Regions from separate parts of the Mus musculus genome. Here region 1 is linked to region 2. A link is a contact called in public HiChIP or PLAC-seq data. All regions are on one chromosome and are shown on one strand. Each heading gives the region's core, a stretch centred on a gene start, on an enhancer-like site or on the middle of the called end of the contact. The rest is flanking DNA. Distances are from core to core; before and after follow the strand shown.

What was found. HiChIP or PLAC-seq counts read pairs in DNA pulled down with a chosen protein or histone mark.
Region 1: a contact with region 2 is called in an H3K27ac HiChIP or PLAC-seq map of embryonic stem cells, with 15 read pairs. The contact joins two enhancer-like sites. A contact is called at or near these places in 1 of 15 datasets of contacts at CTCF or cohesin (embryonic stem cells), 25 of 484 Hi-C or Micro-C datasets (8-cell embryo, the G1E-ER4 cell line, differentiating embryonic stem cells and 7 more), 5 of 115 datasets of contacts at active chromatin or transcription factors (all in embryonic stem cells) and 1 of 9 other capture datasets (embryonic stem cells).

The regions. Positions count from the first base shown.
Region 1 is chr2:172,612,298-172,615,712 of GRCm38.p6, forward strand. No RefSeq gene overlaps it. Among named protein-coding and RNA genes, the nearest start is that of Gm36038, 37 kb to the left of the region's middle. Within about 2 kb of position 1,699, at least 33 of the 459 cell types and tissues checked have an H3K27ac peak or open chromatin away from gene starts, as enhancers often do. A contact at or near this core is called in embryonic stem cells, extraembryonic ectoderm and induced pluripotent stem cells, where this site is marked.
Region 2 is chr2:172,497,595-172,501,183 of GRCm38.p6, forward strand. It overlaps Gm40009 (a long non-coding RNA gene), which reads left to right. Exons shown (of 3, transcript XR_867064.2): 2 at 1,835-1,948. Among named protein-coding and RNA genes, the nearest start is that of Gm40009, 5.1 kb to the left of the region's middle. Within about 2 kb of position 1,412, at least 19 of the 459 cell types and tissues checked have an H3K27ac peak or open chromatin away from gene starts, as enhancers often do. A contact at or near this core is called in embryonic stem cells, extraembryonic ectoderm and induced pluripotent stem cells, where this site is marked.

The DNA of each region.
Region 1 (3,415 bases), core at 449-2,948, 110 kb after region 2:
TCCCTTGTAAGAGCAGCACACACTCTTAGCTGCTGAGCCATCTCCCCAGGTCTGTCACTTTGATTCTTCTGTTCTCTCCCTCTCCCTATCTCATTCTTATAGAAAGGCTAAATGTACTGCTACGTTTGGGGTAAACCACTCGAGGGAGAGAATGTGGATAGGCAGAACAAGAGTCTTGCCACAGAGGTGTTGCAAGGAGAATCCAGATAAAGGAGTGAATTATGCATGCGGCTGGCAGCTCAGATAACTGTGTTTATGAAGCCCCCTCCACCGTGCCTATAAAGGTGCCCTTCTTTTGTGGATTTAATATGTCCAGAGTCGGAGGCTGCTCAGGCTGCTAGGTTTGCAGGTGAACAGCTGGAGAAGCTGGTGACACTTCCCACCCCCGGGACCCACCCCCTTAGTGGGTGGTACACAAGAGCCCTTAGTTAGCTTGTGCAATTGGGGGGCTTTTGAGTATCCATCCAGGGTCACCAGGGATTAAATGCAACATACATGTATTGTATTTAAAGGAAACTGGCCATTACTCAAATTCCAGCACAGTGTAGGCAAAAACTCAGAGGAAGGTGCCGAGAGCATGGCTTTTGTGGAGATTTGAATCAGTAAGGACTTCAGCAAAGGGCTTCTGAGAGGTGATCACCCTGTCTGTGGCCTCCCCACATTGTGCATCAGTGCCTGAGACCTCGTCTTTTCTTGTCTCTCAACCTGCCAGGAGGTACTACCTGGAATATGTTAGCCTAGGTTGGCTTTCTTTTCTTTAAATATTATTTATTTAGTGGATGTGAGTACACTGTCCCTGTCTTCAGACACACCAGAAGAGGGCATCGGATCCCATTACAGGTAGTTATAAGCCACCATGTGGCTGCTGGGAATTGAACTCAGGACTTCTGGAAGAGCAGTCAGTGCTCTTAGCCGCTGAGACATCTCTCCAGCCCATCTGGGTTGGTTTTCAATTCCAAGGTTCATCAACTCCTCCTTCTTCTCTAGCCACCCGGGGTCTCTTTGCTTCCTCTCTATGGTTTCCTGCTCTCAGGTCTGTCTTTCTCCCCTATCCCACCCACGTGTCTCCTCACTTGGTACAAGCCACTGCTTTGTAAATCTAGACTCAGGTAGTCATGAACAGTGTCTTACTGCTGTTCCCAAGGCTTGATGACCCACCCATAAGTCACTGGGGGGAATCCTTTTATTATCAGGGCCCAGCTCATCAGGTCTGGGTGGGGTCCCGGGATCCTGTACTTTTGAGTTTCCCCCTGTGGTGTGCTACAGGTCACTGTACTGACTTGGTGATGTCAGGTTCAAGGGTATATTTATTTGTTGGAATAAATGACGCACCAGGGGTCGATAGGGTTGGTGGGTGCCTTTAAACACCCAGACCAGACATTTCAGGTTCTCTTATCACGATTTCCTCTGCCACCTATTTCACCCGTGTGCCACGTCCGCCCCCAACCTTCTCTCACTCTGCCCTAAGAAGGATAGCTCTGAAGCCCCCATCACAGCCTCTGAAAGCTCAAACCGCTGTCTGTCCCTCCTACCTAGCCTGGCACCAGAGAGGGGGTCCCCTAAATCATTCTCTGAATGAAGGTCAGCGTGACATCAAGGGCCACAATCACCTCCCGGGGTTCCATTATCCCTTCGGCTCCGCCTCTCATCTGCATGTGAGCTGCCAATTGGGCTGGGGGGAAAGGTTTCGTTCCTCTCTTTAACGTAGTAAACTGAGCTTAAAGCCTGGCTGTAGATGGTCCCCAGCCCTTGGGAAACTCCGTATCTGCTTCAGAGCCAATCCCAAAAGCACAGCCTCCGGGATATCAGGGACCAGGTTGGGGATGGGGGGATAGCTCCCCGACAGGGTCAGTTCTTTTCTGTTTGTTTTTACTTCGGTGTGCCTCGGCTTTCTCTTTGCCTTGGAAACAGTAAAGCACCTCAGATTGCGACAGGGTGACTGAGCAGTGGCGCCAAGCGACTGTAGCCCTTGTTTTCCACCGAGTTGAGACGCTTGGGAAGGCTTTTCGGGTAAACCTCTTACCTTGCTGGAGAGACGAATGGATCCAGCCGGACATCCTGAGCTCCAGGTTTTATGTTCTTCCCAGTTGGTCTAGTTTGGGATTTTTCTGGCTCAGACCAGTTTTCTTAAAGAACTAAAACTTTCTGGTAGGCTTTGGTCAACAGATCTAAAACCACCACCACCACCACCACCACCACCACCACCACCACCACCACCACCACCACCGCACGTGATGGGGCTTTCTTCAGGATAGAGGGTTAATTAAGTGTATGCCTCAAACTAGCGAACTCATCCCTGAAGCCAAGAGCTTTCTCTGGGGTGGGGCCCTGGGTTGTGTGTTCCGGGATCCTCTGCCTGCTATAAAAGTCACCACACAATACAAGTACAGTATCTTTCAGTTCTGAAGGCCAGGACGCTGAGATGTATCCTCCTGGGCTAAATTCAAGGCATGGTGGGCTGCGTTCCTTTCAAGGCTATATTACTTCTGTCTTTTTAGTTTCTAGAAGCTGCCAGACCTCTTGGCTTATGGCCCCCTCTGTCACCTTCAAACTTCCATAGTAATAGAATCTCCCCTCTTACTGGCCCTCCCCAGGGAGGAGAGGCAAGTGGATCATACCCAGGATTTTGCATATGCTATATGCAAGTACTTTACCACTAAGCCACATGCCCAGCTTGCTTCTTTATGACAACATTAGGCTTCCTGGGGTCCCCAAGGTCACCTCCCACTTGAAGACCCTTGGAAAAGTCCCTTTGGCCCAGTGAAGCAAGTTTCGGGAATAAAATAAAGGAATCTTGGGGGGAGGGGTCACATTCTGTCTTCCTCTGTGTGACTAGGAAAGAGCAGGGGTCTTAGCTCTAGCCTGGTGAATGGTTTAGCCTGGCCACTTAGCCTGTCTGTGCCTCAGTTTCTTTATTTGGATTATGGTATGGGGTTGGATAGGATGCACATCTGCTCTGTGGGGCAGAAGGAGGGGGCAGAGGAGTGGATCCCTTCCAAGGGCAGCCCACTGCCTCAGGGCCTCTGCGTGAGGGACCACCCTGCAAGAGCCCCAACCCAGCCTTCAAGGCAGCAACCTCTGCTATGATGACAGGGGAGTCCCTCACTCACCTGCAGCGTCCCACCTTGAGCCAGGGTGGATTGTTGACTTTGAAATTCTTTTTCAGCTTTGATATGATTCCCTCCCCCACTGTGTGTGTGTGTGTGTGAGAGAGAGAGAGAGAGAGAGAGACAAAGATGGGAGAGACACTGTGAAATGTTTGTATTTTATGCCTTTTGATGTAATTCCAGCCAAACCAGATCTTAAATCATGCAGCAGGAAGCTCCTTAATTTTTTTTAATTTGTTGTTTTTCTTAGAAATGATTATTTCCACATTGAGCCCAGAGACACTGAAGTCGCATCCTGTTTCCCCTCC
Region 2 (3,589 bases), core at 162-2,661:
GGTAGGTTTAAAAGTCAACTTGGTGCAATCTAGAATTATCTGGGAAAAGAATCTTAATGAGGGGTGTCTAGATCAGGTTGGTCTGTGAGCGTGCTTGAGGGGAGTGGGTTTTTTGTTTTTTGTTTTGTTTTGTGTTTTTGTTTTTGTTTCTGTTTTTGTTTTTTGAGACAGGGTTTCTCTGTGTAGCCCTGGCTGTCCTGGAACTCACTCTGTAGACCAGGCTGGCCTTGAACTCAGAAATCTGCCTGCCTCTGCCTCCGGAGTGCTGAGATTAAAGGTGTGTGCCACCACGCCGGGAGAGGGGACTGTCCACTCAGTCCCCTCAGTCTACTGTGGGTGGCGCCATTCCCTGGCTTTGGGTTCTGGAGTGTATAAGAGAGGAGAAAGTGGGAGCTGAGCAGTGACAGGCATCCATCCTCTCTGCGCTTGACTGTGGATGTGAGCAGAGCTTCAAGTCCTGCTTCCTGGGACTTCCCAGCTGTCATGGGGCTGAACCTGGAACCTTGCAGCAAAAAAAGCCCTTTCTCCCCCACCTTGCTTCTGTCAGAGTATTTTATTGCAGAAACTGGAAGGAAACTAGAGAGTGCCTTTTCCAGCCCCACACTCAAGGTGCCTCACAATTCTTTATTTTTTTAATAAAAAAAGGTGTGTGTGTGTGTGTGTGTGAGTTATGTGAGTGTGTGAGAGTGTGCGTGTGTGTGAGTATGTGTGTTTGTGAGTGAGTGTATGTGTGTGTGAGTTATGTGAGTATGTGAGTGAGTGTGTGAATGTGTGCATGTGTGTATGTTTGAGTGTGTATGTTTGTGAGTGAGTGTATGTATGTAGTGTGAATATATGTGAGTGAGTGTGTATGAGTGTGTGAGTATATTTGAGTGTGTATATGTGTTTGAGTGAGTGTGTGAGTGTATGTGAGTGTGTGTGAGTGTGTATGTGTGTTTGAGTGAGTGTGTGTGGGTGAGAGTGTGAGTGTGAGTGAGTGTGTGAGTGCATGTGTGTGTGAACCAGGCCATTCTCACATTCCTCATAGAGCCTGTGACTATCTCCCAGACACTCACCAGATCTGGTTTCTCACAGTGTTGCCATTGAAATCTTGCTAGAATAGTCAGGTGAGTCCCTTTCCAAACCCATTTCACGCTCCTGAGAAAGACTTCCCTCCTCATCTCGGCCCTCCAGACCTCTCCAGACTCCAGGGCCACTCACGCCTTAGAATACGCTCCTGGTCAGGGCTGGCCCCCAGGGCCTTAGTGCCTAGACTGGGCAGGCTTCTTCTTAATGCCTTCTTCTTTCCAATTCTGGTCAATCCCCTCCTATTCTTCTGTCCCTGGCTTGTCACTTCCTCCAGACTCTCCTGACACATCTCTCAAATCAAAACCGAGTCAGAGGGAAACACTGAGTCATCTACCCCTCTTCCCGGAGAAGGATCTGGAAAGCCAGGTTTGCATAACAATATCTGCCCTTGCCATGAGCCTTCCTTTCTGCTGAGCAGAAACAGAAAGAACACACAAATGAGAATGTGTGTGTGTGTGTGTGTGTGTGTGTGTGTGTGTGACTCAGAGGTCAATCAAATGCACACTTCGTTCACACATAAAACCTTCTCACACAGAGTCTAATGGATGGACACTGGGTTTGTCTTTCTTCTCAGTGGGTGGTCAGTTTTTCCAGTGACAGATTGGAGAATCTTCATCTGCCTTTTTTGCATTAAGTAGCTACCTGCCTGCCTGGGGTCTGACGTATACCCAGGCCTAGTCTTGTTTGTGACGTCATGTCTGGTATTTTAGACAGCTTGAGCACACTGTCAACACTGACTTTATATGTGTTGTGTTTTATAAAAAAGAAAAAGGAGCCAAAGAGATGTTTGATAGAGCGCGGTATGGTGAGGTTGGAGGAGGTGCCTCTGCGGCCCATGCTGTGGCATCCCTTTCCCCCTGACGTACCAGCCACAGGACAGGTATAGTATCAAATAGAGTTTATTTAGGGCATGGGGAGGGGAGTTGAGAAGGGAGTAGAGATATAGAAAGACAAGGGGGAGGGGAGGAGGGGAGGCAGGCCAGGAACATATGGGTTGGGGGGGGGTTGGGATGGGGGAGAGAGAGAGTCGGGGCTGGGAGAGAAGGGGCAGAGAGTAAGAGGGTAAGAGAGTGAGAAGGGAGCTGGGCATGGTGGTACACGCCTTTAATCCCAGCACTTGGGAGGCAGAGGCAGGCGGATTTCTGAGTTCGAGGCCAGCCTGGTCTACAAAGTGAGTTCCAGGACAGCAAGGACTATACAGAGAAACCCTGTCTCAAAACAACAACAACAACCAAAACCAAAACAAAAACAAAAACGCACAAACAAACAAAAAAAAGAGAGTGAGAAGGGGACAAGCAGCCTCTTTTATAGTGAGTCTGGCACACCGTGCTGTTGCCAGGTAACTGTGGAGCGGAGCCTAGAAGGAATGCTAGCAATCTGTTTTTGAAATTTTTATTTCTTTATTTTATGTATATGACTCTGGATGTATATCTGTACCCCATGTGGGTGGGGTGCCATGGGAGACCAGAAAGGGGTCTCAGATCCTCTGGAACTGGAGGAGCAGATGATCGTGAGGCTCTGTGTGGGTGCTGGGAATTGAACCCCCGCTCCTCTGGAAGAGCGGCCAATACCCTTAACTGCTGGGCCATCTCTCCAGCCCCTGGAAGGTTAACTTTACATCACAGTGACTGTGTTCCAAGTGTTTAACAGACACTGGAGGTGGGGTAGGAATTATGGGTAAATGGATGAAGGCTGAAGGATGAAACTGTTCTTAGCCCAGACCCCTCGAAGCTGTGCGTGGTCAACCTCCAGGCATTCCACGCCCCATCTCTCCTCTCCTTTCTTCCTTCCTTTCTTTCCTTCTTTCTTTCTTTCTTTCTCTCTTTCTTTCTTTCTTTCTCTCAACTACTCTTTTTTTTTAATTGTATTTTATTTATTATTATACGTAAGTAGACTGTAGCTGTCTTCAGACAGACCAGAAGAGGGCGTCATATCTCACTACAGATGGTTGTGAGCCACCATGTGGTTGCTGGGATTTGAACTCAGGACCTTCGGAAGAGCAGTCAGTGCTCTTCTTACCCGCTGAGCCATCTCACCAGCCCCTCTCTTTCTTTCTTAAGGTCTTGTTCATCCTGAACACTAGTCTACCCTTCTTCCTCATGGGTAGTTCATTTTGCCACCAGGCACAAGACCAGACACGTCTCCCACTTGTGGAATCACAGAACCACAGTGGAACAGGACGGGTTTTTGGAGTGCCCATGGCTAGCCTCCCTTATCAGCTGAGGCTGCTCAGCCACAGCCATGACTGTGGGAGTGCGGGGAGCCGCAGGTGCTGGCTGCAGAAGGAGGAGGGATTAGCAGAGCCCGGGTATACTTGAAGTCCAAGATACTTCAGTGTATCCATTGCTTCTTTCTGTTTGATTGTGTTAAGATCTCTGCAAATGGCTACAAAAACAGATGCAGGCTTAGAGATAGAGACTAGGGTGTGGCCCCAGCCAAGTGGCGCCTGTTTATAATCTCACACACAATCTCACACACTCATGACAGAGGCAGGAGGATCACCACATGCCCAAGGCCAGCC